Regions from separate parts of the Hordeum vulgare genome. Here region 1 is linked to region 2. A link is a contact called in public Hi-C data. All regions are on one chromosome and are shown on one strand. Each heading gives the region's core, a stretch centred on a gene start, on an enhancer-like site or on the middle of the called end of the contact. The rest is flanking DNA. Distances are from core to core; before and after follow the strand shown. Region 1 holds the start of LOC123398932 (actin-3-like). Region 2 has its middle 170 kb from the start of LOC123396584.

Region 1 (3,501 bases), core at 32-2,531, 200 kb before region 2:
TCCGTACGTACTTTCTTTCACAAACCAAAGGCAAATGTGGGGGCTTTGCACGAGTTTGGACACGCGACCACGCTCGCTTCTTACCAACCTGACCCGCCTAAACCCCTTCACCCTCGCTTGTGCGTGTTCCCTCCCGGCACCAGTTCTCCACATTCATGTCGATGTAGAGTGCGCCACTCCACATTAGAGACGATTCAGGGTGGATGCGATCTCTCACTGCCTTCGCCATTGAAGAGGCACACCGGGGAGCGGCTTGTCCACGCTTGTTCAATGCTGGAGACGTGTGACTAGACGGGATGAGATGAATATATACCACACCCGTTCAATGCCCCATCCGTTCGTATACCGCCATTAAGAAGGCTCACGTGCCGAGAAACTCACTAAGGTGTCGCGCACAACACCATCATGGCAGAGGGGCAGCCCGCGTCGGCGCCTACGTCGGCTTTAGAGCGAGCGCTGCAGCAACACCAACTGGCGTTGGGCCAGATCAACGGCGTGCCCGTGAGCGAGGAGGCCTTCGCAACCATGGTCGCAGCGAACCCGAACTTCGTCGCGGAGTAGCGTGCCATCTACGATGCCGTCCACGCTTAAGCCGTCGCTTGACCGAAAACGACCGTCGCATAGGTGTAGTTGCACGTGATAACTGAGGCGTAGATTCCGTAACAACGCGAGCTGCACGTCCTACGCACCAGCAACAAACCATTAGGCAACCCGATGGGACGACCACAATGTGAGCACCATCATTTCCCTCATGGACCTAATGTTCACACGCGACGGAGAGGGCGAGTAGTCTTCCGAGTATGCATATGGCATGGGAGGTGACAGGACCTTGTGTTCCACGAGGGCCGGTACGTCTCAAGTGTTCTACTCTTCCTCGTCGGAGACTGCACCTCCACTTCACGTGTCTTATCGCTCGTGCTCATGAAGACGACGGGTGGAGGACGACACAACTTTGAACACCGGACGCCGCCGTCGTAGAATAGGTTTAGGGTGGGGTAGTTTTTTTCAGTTTCAAATGTAATTAAAATCCGGAATTTTCGTCATGTTTGAACAAATTTTGTCTAGTAAATCAAACTGTTATTAAAATGTATGCAGTTATAATTGGATGATGACCTCCAGCATTTGTGTTTACGGACGGCTTCGCTATGTGCTGGAGGATGCGGTAGGAAATTTGCCGCTTATCCGAAACCTATTTTTCTCTTACTATTTTCTCATGAAAACTGGCAGATAAAATTAAATACTTTATTTTATATTTGGCTCAGGAAAATCAAGAGAGGGTTAGGAAATACTCTATATGTGTGCGTATAAAAGAGGGCACGAGGCCAAGCCTAACACTTGGTTCTCCTGCCTCTGCCTAGTTCGCCGCCACCGCCGCCACCCACCCTCTCATCCTCTTCGTCCGCTCTTTGCAGTGTCCGCTCATCTCGGCGGGAGGTCCTCAGGCGGGCAGGTTCCCCTAGATCCCCGGGTAAGCACGTTCGGCCATCCTCGCAGCAGTTCCTTTCTTCTTTTCCAGATTATCCCTGCTAATTTTGGCCCGGAAGCATGCGATTTGTGCGCGGTCGGTGCTGGGGCGTGCTAGATCTGATCAATTACCCGAGAAACGACTAGTTTGTACGGTTCTTGCATGTGCTGTTCTTGCTTTGCCTTTTTTTTTTCCTGCCCCGGAGTGCAACAGTCAGAACCTGGAACTGATGGTTTGTGATGTGCGCTTAGATTGAGTCCTAGTAGAGTTATAACAGCCAAGAAACTGCATGTGGGTGTTCTTGTGTGGTTTTGGATCAGAGTGTATGATTGGACCATCGGTTGATTTGCTTACGTATTTTCCAAGTCATATATGTTGTGTATAGCCTTTGATTTGCTCACTACTATAAAATGGGAGAAAAGAAAAAGCAGAGTTACAACATTTACAACTCAGATGATGTCGTAGGTGCTAACATTGTTGCTGCAACGTAGTAACATTGTGATTTCTCATGGTGAATTTTCTTCTGTTCGTGTGATTTTGTTGGTTGGTATCTGGCAATAATAGCTTTCCTGTCAAAATTTATGCAACAGAGTCACTTAATCAAATGGCTGACGGTGAGGACATCCAGCCCCTTGTCTGCGACAATGGAACTGGCATGGTCAAGGTTTGTATTGCTCCTTTTGGTCAATTCGCCTCAGTCCAGCCTTCATGGTGCTGACTGTGGTCTGTATTCTCCACAGGCTGGTTTTGCAGGGGATGATGCGCCAAGGGCTGTCTTCCCAAGTATCGTTGGGCGCCCCCGCCACACTGGTGTGATGGTGGGGATGGGGCAGAAAGATGCATATGTTGGTGACGAGGCCCAATCCAAGAGGGGTATCCTCACCTTGAAGTACCCGATCGAGCATGGTATCGTCAGCAACTGGGACGATATGGAGAAGATCTGGCATCACACTTTCTACAATGAGCTCCGTGTTGCACCTGAGGAGCACCCAGTACTGCTGACTGAGGCACCCCTGAACCCCAAGGCTAACAGGGAGAAGATGACACAAATCATGTTTGAGACCTTTAATGTTCCAGCCATGTATGTGGCCATCCAGGCAGTGCTTTCCCTATATGCTAGTGGACGCACAACAGGTAATTGTCGTTGCAAACACGCACGTTCTAAAATGTAAGCTTCGTCCTCAATCTGAGCTGAGAATAAATGTTGTTTCTCCAGGTATCGTGTTGGATTCTGGTGATGGTGTCAGCCATACTGTGCCAATCTATGAAGGATATGCCCTTCCACATGCCATCCTTCGTCTTGACCTCGCTGGGCGTGACCTAACTGACTGTTTGATGAAGATTCTTACGGAGAGAGGTTACTCCTTCACCACGACTGCCGAACGGGAAATTGTAAGGGATATTAAGGAGAAGCTCGCATATGTGGCTCTTGACTATGAACAAGAGCTGGAAAATGCCAAGAGCAGCTCCTCTGTGGAGAAGAGCTATGAGCTGCCTGATGGGCAGGTGATCACCATTGGGGCAGAGAGGTTCCGTTGCCCTGAGGTCCTTTTCCAGCCATCTTTCATTGGTATGGAAGCTGCTGGAATCCATGAGACCACCTACAACTCTATCATGAAGTGTGATGTGGATATCAGGAAGGACCTGTATGGTAACATTGTGCTCAGTGGTGGGTCAACTATGTTCCCGGGTATTGCTGACCGTATGAGCAAGGAGATCACTGCCCTTGCACCAAGCAGCATGAAGATCAAGGTGGTGGCACCGCCTGAGAGGAAGTACAGTGTCTGGATTGGAGGGTCGATTCTTGCCTCACTTAGTACCTTCCAACAGGTGAATCTTGCACCTTTCTTTTCCTTCAATTAAACATCGATCATACATGCTTATATCATCGCAGTGGTTACAGTAAATATACTCCCTGTTTGCCATACTAACCATGCTTTCTGATTTTTATGTTACAGATGTGGATCTCGAAGGGTGAGTACGATGAGTCAGGTCCAGCGATTGTCCACCGGAAGTGCTTCTAAGTTGCGAGTTGT
Region 2 (3,400 bases), core at 251-2,750:
AATCTTTTCGCCAATGTGGCAGCGGCCCCCGGGACCGGCTTAACTTTCCTGTAATGACCCGGGGTTCTTAAATTATTAAGCCCGGTTGAATCTGTCGAGCCATGCGTGTGTAGCCCCCGAGATTTAAGTCGACTCAAGGAGGCGGCTTCAGAATACCCATACTTGATTGTGACATAAACAAGCATAAGGTTGATGGTTGAACGATGGATTTATCCAAACTGTCGATGACGTAGTGAGCTGATGACCTTTGTGATGTTCATCACATGTCTTTGGCAAATATCATGGCCAAATTGAGTGTATATGCCTTTTGGCCCATGCTTTATTCTCAGGTAGTCCGACTCTCGTGGCTCCTCGAGGGCCACTTTTACTTTTCTTTGTTGTTTGACTTGAATTATCGGCTCAACGATGGCCGACTCAAATTGTAGCTTCACCAGGGATGTTTCCTTCATGCCAAGCCCTTCTGTTTCTTTTGATATGTTGAGGTAGATAGTATTGGTTAATGTGTCTATCCATTGAGCATTCCGACGCAAGTTGGAGCTGGTCCGTGTTTTGGTGACGTTGTGTTGGGGGAGACGGGTCACAGAGGCGGTTTGCATGCTTCTGTTGGACGGCTCGTATAGGCGAGCACCGCACCGATATGTTGATGGAGAATAGACCGTGGGAACGACGTCTTGCACGCGTCTGTTGGGCAGCTCGTACAGGCGAGCACTGCACTGATATGTTGATATCGTCCGGTCGCGAGGGCGGCGTCTTGCATCCGTCTGTTGGACGGCTCGTACATGAGAGCACTGCACTGGCGGGTTAATGTAAACTGGACTACACGGGTGGCGTTTCACGTACATCCATTGGACGGTTCACATAGGCAAGCACTACACCAACGGGTTGATGTACATGGAACCTGGGGCGACGGCTTGCGCGCATCTGTTGGGCAGGGCAGCTCGTACAGGCGAGCACTGCACCAACGAGTTGAATGCGAGAGCCGTCCGACGATTTGATACGGCTGCGAGAATCGGTGCGGCGTTGTAATCCGTCTTGGTTGCGCGGTAATAAGAATTGGCCGTGTCATTATAAGCCATCTTGGTCGCGCAGACGTGAGAGTTGGCCGCGTTATTGTAAGCCCTTTTGGTCACGGATAGTGAGTCACGTGTGGCGTTGATTGACACAAGCTTCGTACTCGCAATATGACGCTCCTTGTGTAATGAGTAATTGTCCTGCGTAGTAAAATATCACAGGGCAGAGTAATTGTTCTCGCATGAATTAATATGTATGGCAAAAACTAGATAAGATAAATATCACCTCGGTTTTTCGTCGGATGAATGTTTTGACTGCCGACTTTGTTCTTCGATGCAAAAAATCACAGTGGATATCTCAGCCTTGTTTTCTGATGATCTAGCCCTTGGGCGACCAGGTTGATTATAAGTGCACTTTATCCAGTACTTTCCATCGACTCTCCCTTGTGCACCCACGTGCTCCTGGGTGGGGACGACGCAACGGAAGGTGACAACGTGAGGGTTTCCGCTGCACCCTCTGAGGAAGTGGGGCCTCCCTCAGCAACTCGCGCAGGTTGGCGGGCTCGTCGGCATCGAGAAGTTGAGGCGAAGCCGTGGTGCAGCTTGATGGATGCGACGGGGCTGCCGCCACGGAAGCGGCCAAGTCGAGGCAACCCATGAAGACCGCGGCAAAAGCGGTAGGGTGAGGTGGAGTGCAGCAGCAACACATGCGGATCGCGAGGGCGGCTCGTCGGTGATGACTAAACTCGCGGCAGAGGCTAAGCGCAGCCCGGCGGCTCGGCGAGGTGCGGTGTAGGCGGCTGCTCGTGCTGCGATGGTGACTGAAGGCACCGACCGCAGACGGGGCAGACATGCACTAAAGGCGAGGCGGAGCAACAAGTGGGATGGCGACTTCGAGACGAGGTCAACTCAGCACATGAGTTGGAAAGGCGCACACGGTGTCCATGGCCGGCTCGCGTCAGGACCGGGTCATGCATGAGGCGCTAGGTGGCAGCGGGCGCGGTGGTGGGCGGTGCAGGCAAGGTCGGATGCAGTCATTGCTCTAGAGCGAGGCGAGTCCGTCTCCAGGTGATGACCAGCTTGAACACAAAGCGATGCTGGTGAGGCGAGGCGGGCGACGCGGCGGACCGGCTCGAGGTTGAACAAGTGCAGCGGCCGAGCGCAGTCGAGGGCCGGCTGATGTCAGATTTTCGATCGAATCGATCTGGTCGATCTCCTGACTGGACGGTGTGCTCACTTTGTGAGTAGATGGATAAGTGTGTGCCTTCAGATGGATGGTTCTTGTGTGGAAGATGGATGGTGTTGTGGTAGGTGGCTTGCACGGGCGTGGCGGATGACGAAGCGGGTGCACGGCAACCGGGGTGGGCTGTCTTGACGAGCAGGTGCATCGGCCGGCAGGGACGAAGCCAACATGCAAGCATAGAAATGGCAAGTTTGTTTATGAAGGAGGCAAAGTTCATATGAAGTAAAAAAATTAGCTACAACAACCATTATTATAGTAGAAAAATTAATTTGTTAAGGGGTCTAGCCCCCCTTGTCCCCCCTAGAATCGTCCCTGTCGGCGAGGCGATTTGACAGCAACAAAGTAGCGGGTCCGTGTCCTTCTCGATCTGGTTAAACCGAACATGGTTTTTCCTCTCTTGCATTGACCTCCATCGCAAGAACTAGTACTAGTAGTACTACTTGATGCATTGGTGCTGATGGAGATGCCGATGACGACACCGACATTGAAGATTGCTAGGGCGGTGACGAGCTTGAGCAGGCCCATGGACCGGTCCTTGCGCGGCGTGTTGTGGAAGTAGTCTCCCTCCTCGTCCCTGTCGCCACTGCCCCGCCCTCGCCCAGAACGGCACGCACGGGAAATTGCAGCCTGGCCGGATGGATCCACGCGGAAACGGCCAAGGACGGACGATCCACCAATCAATACGGATCGGAAACAACCCCTTCAACTTGATTTCGGCTAACCCGACAACTAAACACGTTTATCACGACGAGCCTTTGAAGTACATACATGGTTGTTTCGCCGGCTCAACCACCAGCCATATGACGATGGCAAATCTGTTTTGATTGCCTGACGGTCGTTCGACTACCACCGGATATTTTCTTTTATTCCTAATGATGTCAGAATTCCAATCTTGATTGATAAACAACGTCGAGTCAATGTAAATTCTTGTCGATCTTGCCGAACTGTAGGATGCGACGGTGCACAGATGTAACCCTAATTTTTTCATGATCTTGAATCTTGTATGTGTACTTCCAACTGCTCGACAAGGTGTAGTCATGACGTAGATCCTTCCGCGCTGGCTTTTTCATCCGGCGGGTCGCGAGCTTCCCGATCCCTAAAAGAGCTCCCTCCAAGAACACAAAACCACCATGCTATTGGCCCTATC

Evidence for each region. A called contact is a pair of places that touch in the nucleus more often than the background predicts.
Region 1: a contact with region 2 is called in a Hi-C map of seedling, with 1.9 times the contacts expected there. The contact joins the promoter of LOC123398932 here to the enhancer-like site in region 2. A contact is called at or near these places in 2 of 6 Hi-C or Micro-C datasets (leaf and seedling).

Annotation. Positions count from the first base shown.
Region 1 is chr5H:263,268,664-263,272,164 of MorexV3_pseudomolecules_assembly, reverse strand. LOC123398932 (actin-3-like) reads left to right here and starts at 1,281. Exons shown (of 5, transcript XM_045093373.1): 1 at 1,281-1,468; 2 at 2,056-2,129; 3 at 2,206-2,599; 4 at 2,682-3,295; 5 at 3,424-3,501. The coding sequence starts at 2,070. The coding sequence ends at 3,489.
Region 2 is chr5H:263,071,546-263,074,945 of MorexV3_pseudomolecules_assembly, reverse strand. No RefSeq gene overlaps it. Among protein-coding and RNA genes, the nearest start is that of LOC123396584, 170 kb to the right of the region's middle. Within about 2 kb of position 1,500, at least 3 of the 3 cell types and tissues checked have open chromatin away from gene starts, as enhancers often do. A contact at or near this core is called in leaf and seedling, where this site is marked.